Linked DNA regions of Macaca mulatta: region 1 is linked to region 2. The links are chromatin contacts, called in public Hi-C maps. All regions are on one chromosome and are shown on one strand. Each heading gives the region's core, a stretch centred on a gene start, on an enhancer-like site or on the middle of the called end of the contact. The rest is flanking DNA. Distances are from core to core; before and after follow the strand shown. Region 1 holds the start of CPE (carboxypeptidase E). Region 2 holds the start of KLHL2 (kelch like family member 2).

What was found. Hi-C and Micro-C count contacts between places; a contact is called where the count stands out from the background.
Region 1: a contact with region 2 is called in a Hi-C map of fetal cortex germinal zone, with 1.9 times the contacts expected there. The contact joins the promoter of CPE here to the promoter of KLHL2 in region 2. A contact is called at or near these places in 2 of 14 Hi-C or Micro-C datasets (fetal cortex germinal zone and fetal cortical plate).

Annotation. Positions count from the first base shown.
Region 1 is chr5:173,941,345-173,945,538 of T2T-MMU8v2.0, forward strand. CPE (carboxypeptidase E) reads left to right here and starts at 2,878. Exons shown (of 9, transcript NM_001258081.1): 1 at 2,878-3,228. The coding sequence starts at 2,922.
Region 2 is chr5:173,762,332-173,766,723 of T2T-MMU8v2.0, forward strand. KLHL2 (kelch like family member 2) reads left to right here and starts at 2,110. Exons shown (of 14, transcript XM_015139450.3): 1 at 2,110-2,451.

The DNA of each region.
Region 1 (4,194 bases), core at 1,628-4,127, 180 kb after region 2:
TATGAATTAGATGAATTTTAGGAAGGGCTTTGAAAGAAGGAAATAAAATATTATTCATACAGAAAAAGATAGTTTCTTAATTTAAAGATAATAGAGGTGAAGCAAGGTGTGGAGGGAGACTTTGGGAGTTTAAATATGCTCTTATGGATGCCTATAATGACATGAAGAAAAAGCAGCTCTTTCTCTTTTTGTTTCTTGTGTGTGCATGTGTGCACACGATTTGAAATGGAGATTGCATACTAAATTTAACTATGTGTACACAAACACATTAAAGACTTGGCATACAATATTTTTTTAAATCCAGTAATCGGGATGGGTATATAATCTTTTGCATAATTGCCTATGAAGCCACAAACAAGTAATGCATGTGCCAGTAAAGTTGGTACAGCTGCCCTATACCTAAAATAGATCAGAAATTCAAAGACCAAATTTTAGTTCATTTGAACTGATGCCCTGGTGTATGTGGCGTGATCAATAACATGAGAGGAGTGCTACCATTTATCAAATGAGCAGGAATTTACTTCAAAATTTCCAGAATCATAGCATTTTAGGTCTGAAAGAGACAGTAGGAAATCTACAGTATATTATTTCTCAAAATGTCTTTGTCAATCAAACATCAAAATCAGAAATGACTGGTCTTCTTTTTAAAACCTAGAAGCTTGTTAATACCTGAAACCCACCCCAGACCTGATGAATTGGTGGGGGCTTAATAATTTGCACATTCTATAAGCTCTCTACATGATTCGTTGCAAGCAAACGTTAGAGAGTGAATAATCCAAACCTTTTATTTTATATATTAGGGAAACAAACAACTAAGCTGTAAAAGACCCCCACCCCCAACAAGTGAGACCACATAGTAGGCATGATTTTACACATTAAAACTTTTTTTCCTCCAAAATAAAATTTTTTTATCCAGCAATCAGGGAGGATATATAATCTCTTGTATAATTGCCTATGAAGCCACAAACAAGTAATACATATGCCAGTAAAGTTGGTACAGCTGACCTACACCTAAAATAGCCCAGAAATTCAGACCAAGTTTTCATTCCAAAATTTTTTATTTTGTAGAAAATAGAAAGCATATCCTTTGTTCAAAGAGACAGCAAAGGAACAACACAGGACTTCAATGAAAAACATGTTGTTTATGTGTATAGTTACTAGTCAGTACGCCCCACCTAGCCACAAATTAGTGTGGTTACTCTAAATTGCTAACATGAAAATCTTAACCTCCTACTTCTGAAGTTATTTGGTTTTAGCTACTCAATTTTTTTTTTCTAGGCTTCCAAGGTTGCTGTTTTGGGCATGATTTTAGAAATATAATTATAAGTTTGATTTCAAACTTCTGGACCATGTAATCAAACACAGGCTGGTCATAGTGGAAGATATACAATTTTTAGCTCTGTCTACATTGACAAAAAAAAATTGGCTGGATCCACATCAATTGAACTTGAGTGCCATGTGTTTACAGTGACAGCTTCTCCCCAAAAACGCCAAAAAAAAAAAAAAAAAAAAAGAGAAAAGAAAAAAGAAAAAAAAAGAAGATCCATGCTGTTGTAGTCAATGTACATAGGCGTGTTTGAAGCCAGCCCCTCCAGCAGCACCTCACCAACCATGTCTGTGCTTTTACTTATCCAATAAAATGACTTAAATATCTAACTCTTTTTCCTGGTAAATTTTTTTATTATGTGCAACGCACTGTTAAACAGGTGAAGAATGAACAAGTTTAGAAAAACAAAAAAAAGCCTAACATGAAAAATTATCCGCATGGTGTCCACTTTTCCTGCTTGGTTGCAAAACCCAATGGATTATTTATTTAGATTTGTGCTGTCCCTGATTCCAAACAGCAGCCTCTTTAGAGTAACATCTGCTCCAGACATTGCTCCAGGAATATAAATCCCGACTAAGGGGTGGGTATTTAAAGCTGTAAATGATGTTTTATTTTTACAATAGCTTTGCAAAAGGAATGGAGGTGTCATCATCAGAGTTTTCTTAACAGGATTTAATCTTAATGCCAAACTAAATCCTTTGTCTAAAGCATCAGCAGAGTTGTATTTTATTTTCCCCATAGTATTACAGAGGAGGGCTGGTGCAGGCACAGCCACATGACATTGCCTTATCTGTTTTGTCTGTTTGTTTTCTGGAAGAATCTAGGAACGTGCATAAATGCAATTAAGGACAGTTATCTACAAATTGGAAGAAAGCATTTCTATTCTCTTAAATCTCTGAATCAAAGCACTTAATGTTCTGATTTCCAGCAAGACTTTCCAAGAAATGAAAACCCAACTCTTGGGTTTGTGTTTGGACTCTTGATACAGTTATGAAAGACGCATCAGGAGATGGCAAGTGGCTGCCAATACTTCCTTTTTTTCTGGAATATTCTCTAATTCTTGGTGCATCAAGATGGAAACTGGAAGGCTTGGAATAGATGTCCCTTTAAAAGGCTCCAGTAACAATACAAGAATATTTTTTCCATACGCAGTGACGTGGGTGGGTCATGGGTGTCTCAATGACAGTAACGTTCCCGAACCCCAGACCTTAGCTGTCATTTCACCTGCGTCGTCCCGGACGCCATTTGGCTGTTGACGTGGTTCCGAGCCAATAAATAACGCCAGCAGCCCTCCCAAATCCACGCCGGCCCGTCTCGCTCTCCGCCGGCCCCCTCCTCGCAGTGGTTTCTCCTGCAGCTCCCCTGGGCTCCGCGGCCAGTAGTGCAGCCCGCGGAGCCGCGGCTTCGCCCCTCTCCTCTGGGTGGCCCCAGTGCGCGGGCTGACACTCATTCAACCGGGGAAGGTGAGGCGAGTGGAGGCTGGTGCGGAACTTGCCGCCGCCCCCAGCAGCGCCGGCCGGCTAAGCCCAGGTCCGGGCAGACAAAAGAGGCCGCCAGCGTAGGAAGGCACGGCCGGCGGCGGCGGAGCGCAGTGATGGCTGGGCGAGGGGGCCGCGCGCTGCTGGCTCTGTGCGGGGCACTGGCTGCCTGCGGGTGGCTCCTGGGCGCCGAAGCCCAGGAGCCCGGGGCTCCCGCGGCCGGCATGAGGCGGCGCCGGCGGCTGCAGCAGGAGGACGGCATCTCCTTCGAGTACCACCGCTACCCCGAGCTGCGCGAGGCGCTCGTGTCCGTGTGGCTGCAGTGCACCGCCATCAGCAGGATTTACACGGTGGGGCGCAGCTTCGAGGGCCGGGAGCTCCTGGTCATCGAGCTATCCGACAACCCTGGCGTCCATGAGCCTGGTAAGGGTGCTGCCCCCTGACAGCCTTGGGGGCATCCCGGAGGGCGGGCGGCAGAGGGTGGGACTGCTGGTGGTGGGGGAAGGAAGGAGGGATGGGCCCAGGGGGGCTTCTTGGTAAAAGGTATCTAAGGTGGAAGGTGGGAAGTGGAGGGAGGGATGGAAATGGGGAAGAACCCGACTTAACAGTGCCAGGGACCCAATTTCTGCTTTTCCGTCCCATCCGCTCAGCCCCAAGCCCATCTTCCCAGACCTTAGCCCACCCTCTAGTGAGTATAGGTTTTGGGAGGCTGGGGTGGCGGGGGGTGGGGGGTAGCAATACGGAAAAAACAAATCCTGACGCACGCAACCCTAGCGGTCGTTCTCACTTTGCTGGGTGAAAAAACCAAAGGAATGATTGCGAGTCCCCAGCAAGGAGGGTTGGTCTTCTGTGCTGACATGAGTAGAAAGATAAGGTGCAGAAGGCAGTGATTTAGAGGCAAGGAGAACGAGTTATTTCTCATTTTTTTCTCTAATTTCCAGAGGACCAGTTTATTGGCTCTGTGTACCCGTCTCTACCTGTGAGTGCATAAGTATTAGGTACACTCGCTGCTGTGGATGCTCGGGGAATCTTAGGGATATTGCCAATCTGGGGTGGTGGTGTATGCAGACACGTCGGACCCCCTCCTCCTACCAGGGTGAAAAGTGGTTTCTGACTGACGTTCAGATTTTGAAACGGCACAAGGCCTTTCCAAGGGAAAAGGAGTATTCCATTTTCTATGCTATAACCATTTGAGATGAATAGTTTGTGATGGGGTCTTTATTCCAACTGATGTTCCTGAATAACCATCTGTATTCATCTTTCCTAGGAGTATGTTAAAGCACGTTTTGATTTATGTTAATTGTGATGCATTTAGTATTAATAAAGAGGTATTTAAAAATGTTCTTGGGACTTTTTTTCATTATGTTTCTGCTTAGGAAATAATTCGGG
Region 2 (4,392 bases), core at 860-3,359:
ATGTTGGAGTGCCCCAGGGCTTACTTCTTGGTCTACTTCTTTTCTTTAGCTACATAATCTAGTTGATCTCAATATCATCTGTACACTAACAACTTCCAAATTTGTATCTACCCCAGATACATATATCTAATTGTCTACACCTATCTTCACATGGATGTTTAACAGACATCTCAAGCTTACCATATCTAAATCAGAGTTTACAAATACAATGTCCACCCCGCCCTCCAATACTTGTTCTTTCTCAATCTCCCTAATCCCAGTAAAGGGCAACTCCATTCTCCCCAGAGCTCAGAACAAAATCCTTAGGATCATCTTTCTTTTTTATACGCGAATCTACCAGCAATCCTGAGTACTTTACCTTCTAAACAGATTCAGAACCTGACCACTTCTCTCAGTCACTGGGACTCTAATCCAAGCCATCCCTACTTTTCATCCCAGCCAGGTTAATCTCCTTGCTTGCTCTCTTGCCTCACTATGCATGTTACCCATACAGCAGTCATCTTAAAAAAAACAAAACAAAACAAAACAAAACAACAACAACAACAAACACACACACACACACACACAAACTTCGTATTATGAACTTCTGTTTATTTATGAATTTTGAGACGGAGTCTCGCTCTGTTGCCGAGGCTGGAGTGCAGTGGCGCCATCTTGGCTCACTGCAACCTCCGCCTCCTGGGTTCAAGTGATTCTCCTGCCTCAGCCTCCCGAGTAGCTGGAATTACAGGCGTCCACCACCATGCCCGGCTAATTTTTTGTATTTTTAGTAGAGACGGGGTTTCTCCATGTTGGTCAGGCTGATCTCGAACTCCCGACCTCAGGTGATCCGCCCGCCTCGGCCTCTCAAAGTGCTGGGATTACAGGCGTGAGCCACCGCGCCCGGCCTCTGTCTGTCTTTTTGTGGGATATTTTCAAACAAATCCCAGAAAAGTCATCCTTTTAATGATCAGATCAAGCTACTGACCACTTTCTAATTGCTTCTCATCTCAGTAAAAGCCAAGTCCTTCATCATGGCCTACAAGGCCTGGGTAATCTGTGATTACTCCACGCCACACCCATTCCCTCCGCTGTCCTCCTGACCTCACTCTGCTTCATTAGAGGGTCTCCCACCCTCGCGACCCCAGCAAGCATCATCTGGAGAGCTTGTTAAAGCGCACGCTGCTGGGCCCCACCCCCAGAGTTTCTGGTTCAGTAGGTCTAAAGTGGAACTGGAAAATTCGCATCTCTAACAAGTTCGCAGGTGCTACTGCTTCCAGCGGGCATACTTGGAGAACCACCAGCTGCATTGTTCTCCTTTCCCTTCCTCAACAAAGCAGGCAGGATCTTGCTTAGCAGTCTCCACGCTGCTCTTCCCTCTGCCCTGGGCATTCTTTGCATTACTCAAAGTCCCTGTTATTCCATCTCTGTTTAACTCATGCCTTTTGGGAGGCCTTCCCTGATCACTCCTTATAAAATCTCTTTACCTCTCCTCATCCTCATTTATGTTCTTCATGGTAAGCATCACTTTGTTTCTGTCATCCCGTCTAGATGGACAGCTCCACAAGCACAGAGACTTGCTGTGTTTTGCTGTCACGTCCCCAGCACTAAAACCTTGCCTAGCAGATGCTCACTTCACTTGTCCAAGGAATGGATAGCACACTGAGGAGGCACAGCTTCTTGCTTGGGACACTGGACAGGCAAATCATTTCTTCTTGACTCAGTTCCACCATTTGTAAGGGCACTGGTTGGTTATGCCTACCCTTCCCATCTCCCTGGGTATAGGCTCAAATGAAAAGAATAACGTGTACACGCCCGCGAAGCAGAGCAGTAAGTGGATACCGGGCATTATCCGAACGCCGCGCGTTCGGCCGCCCTTTTTCTGCACGGAGAACCCCCTCCACTCCCATTTTCCAGCGCCCCCGTCCCGGAGATCCACAGACCCGCTGTGGGCGGCCGCCGCCCGCGTCCCGGCCTGCGGGCCAGGGTCTGGGCACGCCCGCCCCGCTCCCGGCTGGCGCCCGCCCGCCTCCAGAAGCAGCAGAAACAGCAGCAGCAGCGGTAGCAGCAGCAGGAGGAAGGGGAGGCGCCGAGGGAGGGGTCCTCGGCAGCCGCGGGAGGCCGCATCGCAGTCCCGTCACAGCGTCGGCGCCGGCCGGGGCCAAACCCGGAAGTGGCTGAGCCCGCGCGCCCGCCGGTCCCGTCGCCGCCGCCCAGCACTCGGGCGAGCGCGGGAGCCGCGCAGTAGACGGAGCGCGCCTGGCCGAGCCGGCCATGGCCGCGGGGGCCGCCGCCGCAGGTGGTGGCGCGCGGTGAGGAGAGCGCGGCGCCCCCTCCGGGGCGGATGGAACGCGGCTCGGCGGGCGGGCAGTGCCGGCGTCCGCGGCTGGAATGGTGCTGGCGGCGGCGGTCGGTGCCTGCGTTCTGAAGCCCGAGAGGAGCCACAATGGAGACGCCGCCGCTGCCTCCCGCGTGAGTGAGCGGGCGGGCGGGCTGCGCCGCTGCGGATAAGCGCGCCGCTGCGGCGCGTGTCGCTGGCCGCGGGCGCAGCTCTGGGGACGGCCGCCTGGAGCCGCCGGGGCCGGCGGGAGGTGGGAGATGCGGGGCGTGACGAGGCGCTGTGCCCGCAGTCCGGAGCGGACGCGGACGGAAACTCAGCCTGGCCAGGCGGTGACTTAAAACGCTGCCCAGGATTTCTGGGGAAGGGTCTTCCCCATCTCGGGCGAATAGAAGATTCGGGGTGGGGCTGTGCATGGGTGACCCTGCCGATCCTGTGTGTACCTTCCTGAAATGCCTGGGCACCTGGTGCCCAGCTTGCCTACCCCTTTATAAGAGATCAAGCTAGGATGCACTGAGTCCGTTGAAAAAAGGAAACTGTAAAGTACCAGTCGCCCGCTGTCTAAATGAATTGATTCTAGGTTGCTTGATTCCCCGAATTTCTAACAAAATTAATATCCGAGGAGCTTTTGCATCACTCTAAATGAGCGGCGGTCGTTCAGGGCATGTGACCTCTTTTACCTGGCACTGCAGAACGTTTTATCCAGAAATCAGAGCATCTTCTGTTTCCTTCGTACCTCGGGCTAATTAGTAGCGTATCGACCTGCCAGGCACAGGTGTCTTTTTTCTTTGGTACCCAAGTACATTCAAGATCACTGGCAACAGAATTACTTTCTAGAAATAATAGCTGAAACATTATGTAGAAGACATTATTGCATTATTCAGAAAAAGGTTTTTTTTTAAAAAAAAAATTCTAGTTTTTAGTTTTAAAAACATCTTGGTAAAAGTGAACTGTAAATACCCAGGAGTTTCGAAAATTTCAATTTTGGTTCCCTCTTCTCTTAGGAGGGAACAAGAGTCCTTTGAATCTGACTTTTCAAATCGCAAACAAACCTCATCCTGAAGAATGGTGTACCTTTTCATGAGAGCTTATTCATGGAGGCTTGTCGTTCTCCGGTTAGATTTGGCAAGCTTCACTCCATACCAATTGTACCGCACCAGCCTCTTGTGGTTATTTGGCAGAATTCCAGCCAAAATAAGGATACTTGGCTTGGGTTGAATAATTTTTTGATGTTCAGCCCTTTAAGGAGAGCTAATAGGATTCTGAAACGACAGTTTCTAAAAGTGCGTTTCAGAATTTTTAGCTTGAGTGGAACAGGTCGTGGAAATCTAGGGGGTAGATGATAAGACTCTTGAATTGGCCTTCCTGGGCTGACAGAAGCAGGGGCTTAGTCACCTCTCGATAGCTGTGGCTTTGAGGGCTGTGAGATTTGGTCATGTTCTTCAGCAGGCTGGAGGAAGGCACCTGAACTCGTAGGAAATATGATGGTGGATGGTTTACATCAGCAGCATGAACACACGGGGGTCTGCCCAGGCTCAGAAGCACTTAAGGCAGGATATGCTAGCTGTATTTAGACAGCACATGGTATATAATATGTAACATGTAGGTATGTTATCTGTAGTAAACCTGCCTTCTATATAAGTTCCTGCAGTTGCTTTTTACTTTTGGAACAGAGGGAACTAAAGGAAAGAATAAGGGAATCTTAGCATGCAGGTGAAAAGAAGGGGGTGGAAAAGTAGGCTCTGGAGGGAGGGAATAGAGACACAGATGATTTAAATTGAAACACTAAAAAATGAAATTGATGTATGCATTCAAACATTGATAAACTGACTCTAGGGTAGATCAGCTAATCATAATTTTGATGACCAGCACCATTTTTTGGCATTGAGATTCCATCAATAGTGCTGAAACAGTGAGAGGCTGAGATATAGTGGGAAACCTGGAATGCCAGCCGGGATGAAAGAATTGTTAAAACTTCTTTCAATCATGGGTAGCTAAAGTTGGTGAGACTTTTTCTTTGTTTCTATCTATTTAATTATAAATACAAGTAGGTTTTTATTTTCATTTGGTTCTAT